Linked DNA regions of Zea mays: all the other regions are linked to region 1. Evidence: chromatin contacts called from public Hi-C data. All regions are on one chromosome and are shown on one strand. Each heading gives the region's core, a stretch centred on a gene start, on an enhancer-like site or on the middle of the called end of the contact. The rest is flanking DNA. Distances are from core to core; before and after follow the strand shown. Region 1 holds the start of LOC100283957 (mediator complex subunit 10 CG5057-PA). Region 2 overlaps LOC100281717. Region 3 holds the start of LOC103633075 (heat stress transcription factor B-2c).

Region 1 (3,515 bases), core at 557-3,056:
AGAGAGTTGTTTAGTGAACTACTGGAGTTGCTCTAATATGCTTTGGGACTTGGATAGTGGGAGTTGTTGGAGTTGCTCTAAGATGGCATAGACCTTTGACCCGACCTGGTACGCTGTATGGTAGGGCTATTTTGTCACACTAAAGCTACCTCTAGCGGCTTCTCTATTCCATCCTCTGTTTCAAACTCCACTTTATAAATATTACAGTATACGATGCAAAACAGTGTTTTACATGTCTACATACATACTCTACCGGAGACAACCTAATGTGCGAGATGTAGGGATGATCTAACATCTAGTATCATTCAATACCCATACCTATTAAAAATATACCTATCAGATGTACAATCGTATTCGTATACGTGCGTGTATGGGTAATTTTATATGATCGGTAACCTGCACTAGTTAAAAAAAGTCTCAAATATAAATCTACTTTATATAAATTTGATTTCACATATGATACTAACGCTATTTTTTAACGGTGTTAACTTTCATATGAAAAGATAATTTTATTCCTATTAAATTATTATTAAAAAAATATTTTATGTACTAATATTTGTATTAAAAGCTTTACGATTATATAAAAAAATGTCTCAAAAGCAATTGAGAGAACTTTGATCGGCCAGGCCTGCAGACCATTTTTTTGCAATTTAACTTTTTGGTAAAAAATACTTTTGATCTCTTGGAAGATTTATTCTTGTTTTGGACCTTTTCCTCGACGCCAAAGGTCACAACACCGAAGTAACACGGCTCGGTGCCGAGACTTATGGTGTGGAGGTATGGGGCACCTAGCTCGGCGCTACAGGTTATGACGTCGAACTCGCAAAAATACAATAATAATCATTTGAAATTTGATATAATCTATTTCTTTTTTGTAATGGCTACTGCTTCACTTTCTTGATTAAGCAAGATAAATCTTTTATATTGTTCTTATATACATTATATTTTCAATATCCACGTCTAAATATATGAATGACTCATAGAAGAGGATTTCTATGTGACGACATATTCATTAGGAAGGCATGTCACAACCACTACTACTGTATAACTATCAAATGTTGTTGTTTTTTCTCTATTTTTATATTAACTTCTTGATTGTTTTTTCTTCTTAGAATAGTTGGTTAAATGTCTAAATCTGCGTAGAGAAATATGAAAACCAAAATAGCATCAAGGATGCATTGACATATTATTATGTTAGGGAAAAGTATGGAAACGGAATGGAAACATGAGAGAGTTTATTCCGTCCGTTTTTATGAGATCTCGTTTTTATCCGGATTGAACCCATATTTATTCCGTATTTGATAAATATAGGACCAGCCTAATATGCATTAGTATATAAACTAAAGCCTCGTGTCTTTAGGTGACAAATTATAGCAAAAATGGTCATTGTAAGCATCGGTTCTTTTATGACAAGTGGTCTAAAGTCTTAAACGACATCAAATATAGCTAAATGTACACTATTAGCAATCAAACATCAGTAGAATGTTGCCTCTCTATATCTATTTGTTTTATGTTATTGTCCTGCCAATCAATCACTAGTCAAATATCAATATCATTTTTATTTGTATTAAATTATGCCCTTAATATTTCGGTTTTTGTTCGCTTTCACAATTTCGTTTATCCCGTCTCAGTTTTTGACTATTTCGATCTCGACTCTGTTTCTAATATTTTCCGATGATAAAACGTGGATACGGAAATGAAAGATAGTTTTTCCGTCCTGTTGGTTTTCATACCTCGAGAAAACCTTCGACAGTGACCCGGTCCGGTGGGTGTGGCTCGCTTCCTCTCTGTCCGACTCCTTTCCTTCATTTTCCTCTTCTGACCTCCGGCAGCACCATGGAGAACGTCGCCGCGAATCCTTCCGCTGCGGCCGCCGCCGCAGGGAATGGCGTCCAAGCATCGGGGGCCGGAGGGGAGCGCCCGGAGGACGCGTCGAAGCAGAACCTGGCGCAGGTGACGAGCTCGATCCAGAAGACGCTGGGCCTGCTCCACCAGCTCAACCTCACCGTCTCCTCCTTCAACTCTGCCTCCCAGCTTCCCCTCCTCCAGCGCCTGTGAGTTGCCCGAGATCACTCAATTCGGTTCCGCCCTGTCCTCGGGCTGTAACTCTTAGGGTTTGCGTTGCTGTTCACTGTTGTGTGCGTCGTGGCTCAGGAACGCGCTCGTGGCGGAGCTCGACACGATGCAGAAACTAGCCGAGGGTTGTAACATCCAGGTGCCAATGGAGGTCGTCAAGTGAGCTCCTTGATCTGATATCTTCACTCATCATCCTGCCCAACTTTTGCTCTTGACCCGTGCTATGGTACGGTTATAAATGGTTCATGTGTTGTTAGTTTGATCGACGATGGGAAGAACCCCGACGAGTTTACTAGGGATGTGCTCAACAGCTGCATTGCCAAGAACCAGATCACCAAGGGCAAGACTGACGCTTTCAAGGTATGGAACTATGGATGCATTGGATTCTCTCAATCATTGCAGCGATTGGTTGACATGGAGCTGCTGGGTACTTAGGATACACATTTTCATACGATGTAGACAGTTTTGTACCAAGAGTTAGTTGTGGAGCCACAGAGCTGTTCTGCTGTCTGACTTTCAATTAATGATAATTCTGTGCAGTGTTTTTCTTTTGTTACAAGTTACAATTCTTTGAAAGATGAGATCGTTCTGTGCTATTCAAAACCCATGTTTCTTGTAATGAGTAATATGCATCACTACAATTGCCTAAGACTATCTCCAGCGGCTTATCTGTCCTCATCCCCATATTTAAACTTTAGTCTGCAAAATGCAAACAGTGCATTCTACAGTGTAAAACATTGTTTTGGGTGACCATATAGGTGAACTGCTGGACACGGTCTAAGGGCCTGTTTTGGAACTCTATTTCTCAAAACCACAATTTATAATACCATAGTTATTGTATGCCATGACATACCTATGGTATATTTTACATCATTCTAATCCAACATCTGTTTGGAGACACAATATTTCAGTTGTAGTGTAGGAGAACAGAAGACTGCAGCTGCGTGCAAACAAAAAACCTTGGTTTAGACCGAAGTTTTTTTACCCCAAAATACCATGGTATTGGTAAAACCATTGTTTAAAATACAGAGTTTTTAGATGTGCTCCTAAATGCCTTTTGGTCTAAAATACTATGGTGTACTCAAATACCACGTTATTGTCTTTTTTTCGAAACGATGGCAAAAGCTTTGCTTTGCCGTATATATTAATAGAAGAAGGGAATTGACCCAGTTTTTAAGGAAAAAACTAGGCCCAAAAATCGCACAACTCGACTCAACTATGGGGCTTCACCGTACAACACTACGGTTCGTAGACCACACTAGTGGAGACAAACCCGCACAACTACAAACCTTAGAAAAACAACTGAGTCGAACCGAACATCACCACGCAAACAACGCACCCAACAAAACTCTACACCACCTCAACCTGGGAGGGAAGCCAAAGGTACGCCACCCAGAACTGCGCCGTCGTCGCCAACGTTGTGCCACGCCAAAAGCCGC
Region 2 (3,515 bases), core at 686-3,185, 190 kb before region 1:
TTGGGCCATTTGGATTCATCGCAATCAATGTGTCTTCAACGGAGAGCAGCCTAGGGCTAGCAAGGTCATAAATTGGGTCATGGATGAGTCTCATCTTTGGTGTAGGGCTGGGGCTCGCGGATTATCTGATATCCTTTTACTTCGGCATACTAATTGAGGATTTGGTCTCTAGTATGCTTAGTGTACTGGTGCTCCTGCTCATTTTCTTTTGTTGGGTGGTGTGTAGAGTTGTATGAGGTTCTTTAACACCTCACCCCATCTTTATTCTACTTAATATAATGATACGTAGCTCTCCTGCGTATTCGAGAAAAAAAAAGTCTTCTCCCTGCATGGATCATGGCCATTTTTCGTGGTATTACATTTTCAGCTCTGCATGGCTGCTTTATGAACGCTTTTATTTGGGCCAAGGCGAAGCTTATCTTGTTACATTTCTTCTCTGTTTGCATCTAAATTCTTTTCGTTGACGTATCAACTGAGATGCTAATCCTGGGTTCACTTTTGTATAGTTTGTCAGTTAATTGTTATTTTTGTATAAACTGAGATGCCTACCCCAATTTGCTCGAGACTAAAAGCCTTTGTTTTTGTTGTTGTAGGCAGACCATGTGATCTCTGTGATGTGCTGAAGGATTTAGTTGCAGGAGCATTACCACTTGCTTATAAGCAGCAGCGCACATTAGATTTAACAGAAATTTCACATCCACTTCATGTTGCTGTTGAGGAATCTGCTTTAAGAAAAGCCTTGAGTAATCTGATTGAGGGAGCGCTCCTACGTACACAGCATGGTGGAGTAGTTCAAATATGTGCAGTCGAAGCACCTGCAGGAGGCGCTCTCGTGGTCATCGATGATGATGGGCCTGATATGCAATACATGGTAAGAGAATACACATTTTAGTGGTAATACAGTACACTCGTTCTTTCCATAGTAAACCTAAAACTTGTGAAGAATAAATGCACATTCTTGATTGACATATTGATCAGGGATGAAAGTGGAAATAGAAAATCCTGTTTACTGGGGCTATTTAGTAAATTCTTGTGAAGAACAAGTGGAAGTGGAAATTTGGATGTCTTAGTTTCAAGCTATTTAATGACCCTCATGTATTCACAGTGTCTGTTCATTGCTAACAACTGATTAAATTTTCCAAATCTCCTTTATTTGTCCCTTGCAGACTCAGATGCGCTCCCTGGCCCCATTTGGATCAGACCTTGCAGATGGTATGCTCGAAGATAACATGACGTGGAACTTCATCGCGGGATTAACGGTCGCACGTGAGCTACTTGAGGAATATGGATGCGTCCTGCGTGTGATATCACCTCGAAGGACTGATGCGGTTATAGGCACCGGAGGGAGTCGTGTTGAGATATGGTTGCCATCTTTTCAGACACAAGCAGCCAAGACTAGTCAAGAAGTGTAGTTTACATCTGAGGAAGCGAGGCATGCTTCGTTTTCCCGTACGTTTTGAAATCTGTAGATATTGGCTTACCGGAATGTTACTGTACCAGTAACATCTCATATGTTGAATTTGCAAAATTACAGGACGTGCGCAAATGATTGTGATGGTGATGTTGCATTGCTGATGCTCCTTTTGCTACTTCATTTCTACTTCCATTGTCTCATTGCTGATGCTCCTTTTACAATATAAATGGTCGAATATGTGTGTGTGTTTTCTTCATCCTGCATTCCTGCTGATCCAAACCAACTGACACCTCACCATTGCAAACCCACCATCAGAAGCTATCAACAAACAAAAACGCCATCATCTGACCATTAGCAGCCAAATCCCCATTCAGCAAAACCATGTCTTGGTCGTTTCTTGGCGTCAGACGCTTTGTTCCCTTGTCAGCTGCGTTCACCGTCCGACGTGGACGCTCTGCTCGGTGGGTGATCCAGGAGAGAAGGGCACGAACACGTGACCGCCAAACATAGGCCGCATCAGCGCGTCATCGACCTTGCGCCAGTAGTAGTGCACCGTGTGAGTCGGCTTGCTGAGGAGGCTGGACGGCCTCACAATATGTGCCATGGTTCGAGCCTGCATGCTTGTCAGGAAAGGTGAGAGGAATAGGACTTGAGTGAGGACGGCTCGGAGGTGGTTGTGTTGAGCAGACAGATCAATGGCTTCGTCATCATCCGAACACCTGATGGTCATTGCAAAAATGTTAGATACATTCAAATTGTCAAGCTGGTGAAAAAAAAACGAAACGTTTATAGTAAATTTTCATAGGTTTGTCAGATCTCCATCAATTAAGTGGATTTTTATGGTGGCAATTAAAGTTGTTTAGTCCCTGCTACATACTGCTTTGAATAAATTATCTTCATTGGATAAATGATCTTCAGCCTCTTTATGATAGTCAGAAAAGACATCAACTATTTTTCCAATAAAAAAATCATGAACAACACACAATTGTGGAGACTTCTTTTGTTCTAAAAGTACAAAATGCCAGCACAATACAAAACCATCGGAAATCTATTGTTCTAGAATTATCATGTTGTCATCCTGTATAGATAAAAAGTGGTTAGATTTTTTGTTCCAGGTCTTTTTTTTGTGTTAGGGCTAGTTTGGGAACCCCAATTTTTAAAGAGATTTTCATTTTTCTAAGGGCTAGTTTGGGAACACCGTTTTCTCAAGAGATTCCAATTTTTCCAAGGGAAATTAGTTTATTTTTCCTTTGAAAAAATTAGAATACCTTGGGAAAACGATGTTCCCAAACTAGCCTAAGGAAATTACTTTATTTTTTCATGGAAAATAACAAACCCTTAGAAAATTGGGTTCTCAAACTAGCCCTTAGATTTATTTTTAAAGCCCATCTAAGGGATGAGACATAAAGTGGATAGAATTCTATGGTGAAAGGTATTTTACAATTCCTTCACTCTTTTATAGTATACTAGGTAGGTGCCCGTGCGTTGCCACGGTTTCTATTACATAGTTAAGCCTAGCGCATGCGGTCAGCGGCCACACACAGTGCGGCAGCAACCAAATTGACAAGAGTATAAGCCCAAAACAAACAAAAACTGAGAGATCCTGGAAAAGAAACAATTATCATAAGTTGTGTTGCCATGCTAGGTTGGCTGTCGTGTTGAGCCTCATATGCTAGAAAATTGACAGTCAAAGAATCTGCCAATCCACTATAAGCAGGAAACACATGTCCAGCCAAAACAGATCACATTACAAACATGACCAGTTCTTCACAAAAAACTGACAGCTTGTTTTTTTGTTGCACACATTACAGTATGGCTAAAAGAGTGGGCCAAGCAATTCCTCATGAAGCCAATGTTATTGCGAAGTCAGAAATAGAATCAAACTCATATGTAAGACATCCCAGGTGATGGCATCAGTTCTTAAGTTTCTTCTGAAGGAAGCACACCAGAACAACCCGAGCTTCCACAAAAGCATGGCAAACCCTTGGGCCTAACCCTAGCATCACCGTAATTGAAGGTGAGCTCTTCTCCCTCCAAGATATCCCTGGCAGCAAAGCAAAGAAGCAGAGCCTTGGGAGCAACAAACCAGAGCTCCTCACCA
Region 3 (3,515 bases), core at 262-2,761, 160 kb before region 1:
TGAAACACCAACTATCGTATGTTTAAGTTGCCGTTTTTCATGGTTTCAAATGTGTATTCAAAGGGATTTCTATCTTTTCAAGAGAAATTAGTTCATTTTTTTAGGAAAATAGGAATCTATTGTGAAAATGGAGTTTTTAAACTATCCCTTAAAGTATTTTTTTACCCCTAGAGCTAGTTTGGAAACTCCATTTTATCAAGGGATTTTCATTTCCCAATCGAAATTAGTTTATTTTTCTTTAGAAAATAGAAATCACGTGGAAAAATAGAGTTAATAAACTAGCCCTAAAATACGCCAAGAGTGCTAGTTTGACAACCCTATTTTAACAAAGGATTTTTATTTTTTCTTTAAAAATTAGTTTAATTTTCTTTTAAAATGAAGTTATCAAACTAGCGTGAGTGTTGAGGGCTCGAGGCTATGAAAAAAATAAAAAGAAAAGATAGAGGAGGAAGAAGAAGGGCGTGTTCGGCTGGCTACAAGCCGACACTGCTGCAGCTGCTTGGACTGCTGCAGCTGCAATCCATAGAGAGAAAAATACTGTAGAAGCCGCAGCCGCAGCCGGATTGCAGCCGCAGCAAGCCGCAGCGAACAAGCTGGAAATCTTTCCACCCAGCATCCGTGGTTCGAAGGTCGAAACGTGTCCCATCCACCCCACCACCGCGCCTACCTGAACCTTCCAGAAGGAATGGGCATGAAAAGGGCAGGAACCTTCCGGCCTTCGAGCACTTTCTCCGCCCGCAACCCTGCTACACACCCTACCCGTTGCTATAGATATCCAAACGGGCCACCCGGCACGGACCCCGCCCGAACCCGTTTTGGCCCGGTACGAATAGGGCCGGGCCAGACACGGCCCGTTGATGCTTCGGGCCGGGTCGGGCTGGCCCACGTGCCTAGGGACATGCCCAAACCCGACACACACAGGGAAAAATCGTGCCGGGCCGGCCCGTTGGCCCGGTGGGCCTCAACGGACCGGACCGGACACTGGCCCGAACCAACAGTAGAACGGTATATAAATACATATATTTAACAGAATTAATCATATATAATAACATATTATTTATATATATTAAGACAACAAAATATTTATGTATGCATTTTATATTTATGTATGCATTTTATATATGTTTGGACGCGTATTTAGTATTTACATACTATGAGAGAATTAAATGTATTTACATATTTAGTATTTACATAAATATGCGGGCCGTCGTCGTGCCGACCCATTTATCGGGCCGGGCCGGGCCAAAACACGCGAGCCGCCGTATGTGCCCATACCCTGGCCCGTAACCGACCGTGCCGGGCCGTGTTTGGATCGGGCTAAATTCGTGCTGTGCCACGGGCCAAACGTGCGGCCCGCACTGTTTGAACATCTATACCCGTTGCTCCGCGTAGAACCACAATCCTGCGCTATCACCCATCCCGGCCGGCCGTGCCACACCGGAGCCATATCTGACATCTAGCGCTGGGCCCACCAGCTGGCAAGCTTTAGTGAGTGGTTTTTGTCGCAGTCCGGTTCACAAAGTGGGTCGGGTTTTTTCCTCGTGCTACCTTTCTCACCGTTTCTCTCCTAGTCTCCTCTCGTTTCCCGTCCTCCTCCCGTTGGGAGTATAAAATTTCCTAATCCGCAAACGAAGCTTCCAGAAGGCTTCTTCTTGCGTACCTTCCACTTCCACCCAACGCGACTCGCTCTTTCCCGCATCTGGAAGTCGCCGGCTCAGATCCAGCCGGGCTGCGGCGCTGGCCGGATGGCCGAGCAGGGCGGCGCAGCCGGGGAGGCCGCTGGCAGCGACCCCCCTGCGCCTGCGCCTGCGACTGCCCCGGCGCCAGCCCCAGCGCTTGCTGCGGACGCGGCCGGGCAGAGGTCCCTGCCGACGCCGTTCCTGACCAAGACGTACCAGCTGGTGGACGACCCGGCGGTGGACGACGTGATCTCGTGGAACGAGGACGGCTCGACGTTCGTGGTGTGGCGGCCGGCGGAGTTTGCGCGCGACCTCCTCCCCAAGTATTTCAAGCACAATAACTTCTCCAGCTTTGTGCGGCAGCTCAACACCTACGTACGTTACCTGATGCTCGCTAGGCTTATATTCCTCCGTCCGGTGTGCCCATGTGGGTTGGGCTTAGTTTGGCTCGGCATGGAGCTCCATGTCTGAGTGATGTACCGATGTCTTTGGCTTGGTTGTGACGTAGGGATTTAGGAAGATGGTGCCCGACCGGTGGGAGTTCGCCAACGACTTCTTCCGCCGTGGGGAGAAGCGCCTGCTTTGCGACATACACCGACGGAAGGTAGCACCGGCTCCGGCGGCGGGGCTGGCCACTGCGGCCGCCGCTGCCGCGTCCGGGGCCGTAACGGTGGCCGCGGCGCCGATCCCCATGGCTCTGCCGGTGCGGCCGGCCTCACCGTCGCTCTCTACCGACGAGCATGTCCTCTCCTCTAACTCCGGATCCGCCGAGGACCACCCGCAGGCTGCCGCTTCCGGCTCCGTCAGCGCGTCGGCGTCCGGCGACACGGGGGAGGAAAACGAGCGCCTCCGGCGGGAGAACGCGCGGCTGACCCGCGAGCTCGGGCAGATGAAGAAGCTCTGCAACAACATCTTGCTCCTCATGACCAAGTACGCCTCCTCCCAGCAGCTAGACGCCTCTGCAGCGCTCTCCTCTGTCGTCAACTGCTCCGGCGAGTCATCGGAGGCCGTACCCGCGCCTCCGCCCCTCCCCCCGGCGATCCTCGAACTAATGCCCGCGTGCCCGGGTCTTGCCACCGCGGCCGCGGGCCTCGTCGCCGAAGCGGATCCTGACCAGGCCTCGAGGCTGTTCGGCGTCTCTATCGGCATGAAGCGGATGCGCGACGACGACGACACCGGCGAGGAACAGGCGGACCACGGCGCCGCAGCGGATGTGAAGACGGAGGCGTCGGATCCGCAGCATCGCATGGAGCCGTCGCCGGAGTCGCCGGACCAGCATCCGTGGCCCATATACCGGCCTACGCCCGTGTACCATTCGATGCGGCCCTGCAACGGGCCGGACCAGGGCGCCGGGTCCGACCAAGACGGGTCCAACTCCAGGTGATTGGGCCCACCGCACCTTGTAGAAGCTTCTAGTTCTAATTAATCAATTGCCATATCGGCAACTAATTATTATCCTAGAGAAACATAATAATACTATATTTTCTTCTGTTTTTCCTTTGCTAGTTGGGGATTGGAAGCTTCTCTCCCTTGTTGTAATCTGTGCTTATAAATCAGCGGTTAAAATCCATGAACGGGCGGCTCTGGTGTATTTTATTTTATATATATGTGCTTGTTGTTAGATAAACGCTTATCCCAATCGTCCATTGCTCATTTTTTGTGGTTTTGCTGGTCGGCAAATAATGAAATACTCAAGTGACTTACTACTGTTCCCCATGCGGGATCCCGCAACCGTACGAGGCAGGCGATACGTTTGTACTAGACTAGATTGTACTCCCGCCATAAAAAAATACACTTCCAAGTTCGAACATACTAACGTTTCCAAACTTATTAGTA

What was found. A called contact is a pair of places that touch in the nucleus more often than the background predicts.
Region 2: a Hi-C map of ear shows a contact between it and region 1, with 4 times the contacts expected there. The contact joins the enhancer-like site here to the promoter of LOC100283957 in region 1. A contact is called at or near these places in 7 of 25 Hi-C or Micro-C datasets (bundle sheath, ear, leaf and 2 more) and 1 of 3 datasets of contacts at active chromatin or transcription factors (leaf).
Region 3: a contact with region 1 is called in a Hi-C map of endosperm, with 2.7 times the contacts expected there. The contact joins the promoter of LOC103633075 here to the promoter of LOC100283957 in region 1. A contact is called at or near these places in 2 of 25 Hi-C or Micro-C datasets (endosperm and leaf).

The regions. Positions count from the first base shown.
Region 1 is chr7:148,530,011-148,533,525 of Zm-B73-REFERENCE-NAM-5.0, forward strand. LOC100283957 (mediator complex subunit 10 CG5057-PA) reads left to right here and starts at 1,807. Exons shown (of 5, transcript NM_001156855.1): 1 at 1,807-2,054; 2 at 2,155-2,235; 3 at 2,334-2,436. The coding sequence starts at 1,837.
Region 2 is chr7:148,343,541-148,347,055 of Zm-B73-REFERENCE-NAM-5.0, forward strand. It overlaps LOC100281717, which reads left to right. Exons shown (of 9, transcript NM_001154637.1): 8 at 598-871; 9 at 1,167-1,572. The coding sequence ends at 1,412. Among protein-coding and RNA genes, the nearest start is that of LOC103633071, 3.5 kb to the right of the region's middle. Within about 2 kb of position 1,936, at least 9 of the 20 cell types and tissues checked have an H3K27ac peak or open chromatin away from gene starts, as enhancers often do. A contact at or near this core is called in ear and seedling, where this site is marked.
Region 3 is chr7:148,372,000-148,375,514 of Zm-B73-REFERENCE-NAM-5.0, forward strand. It overlaps LOC103633075 (heat stress transcription factor B-2c), which reads left to right and starts at 1,512. Exons shown (of 2, transcript XM_008654755.4): 1 at 1,512-2,054; 2 at 2,188-3,306. The coding sequence starts at 1,746. The coding sequence ends at 3,063.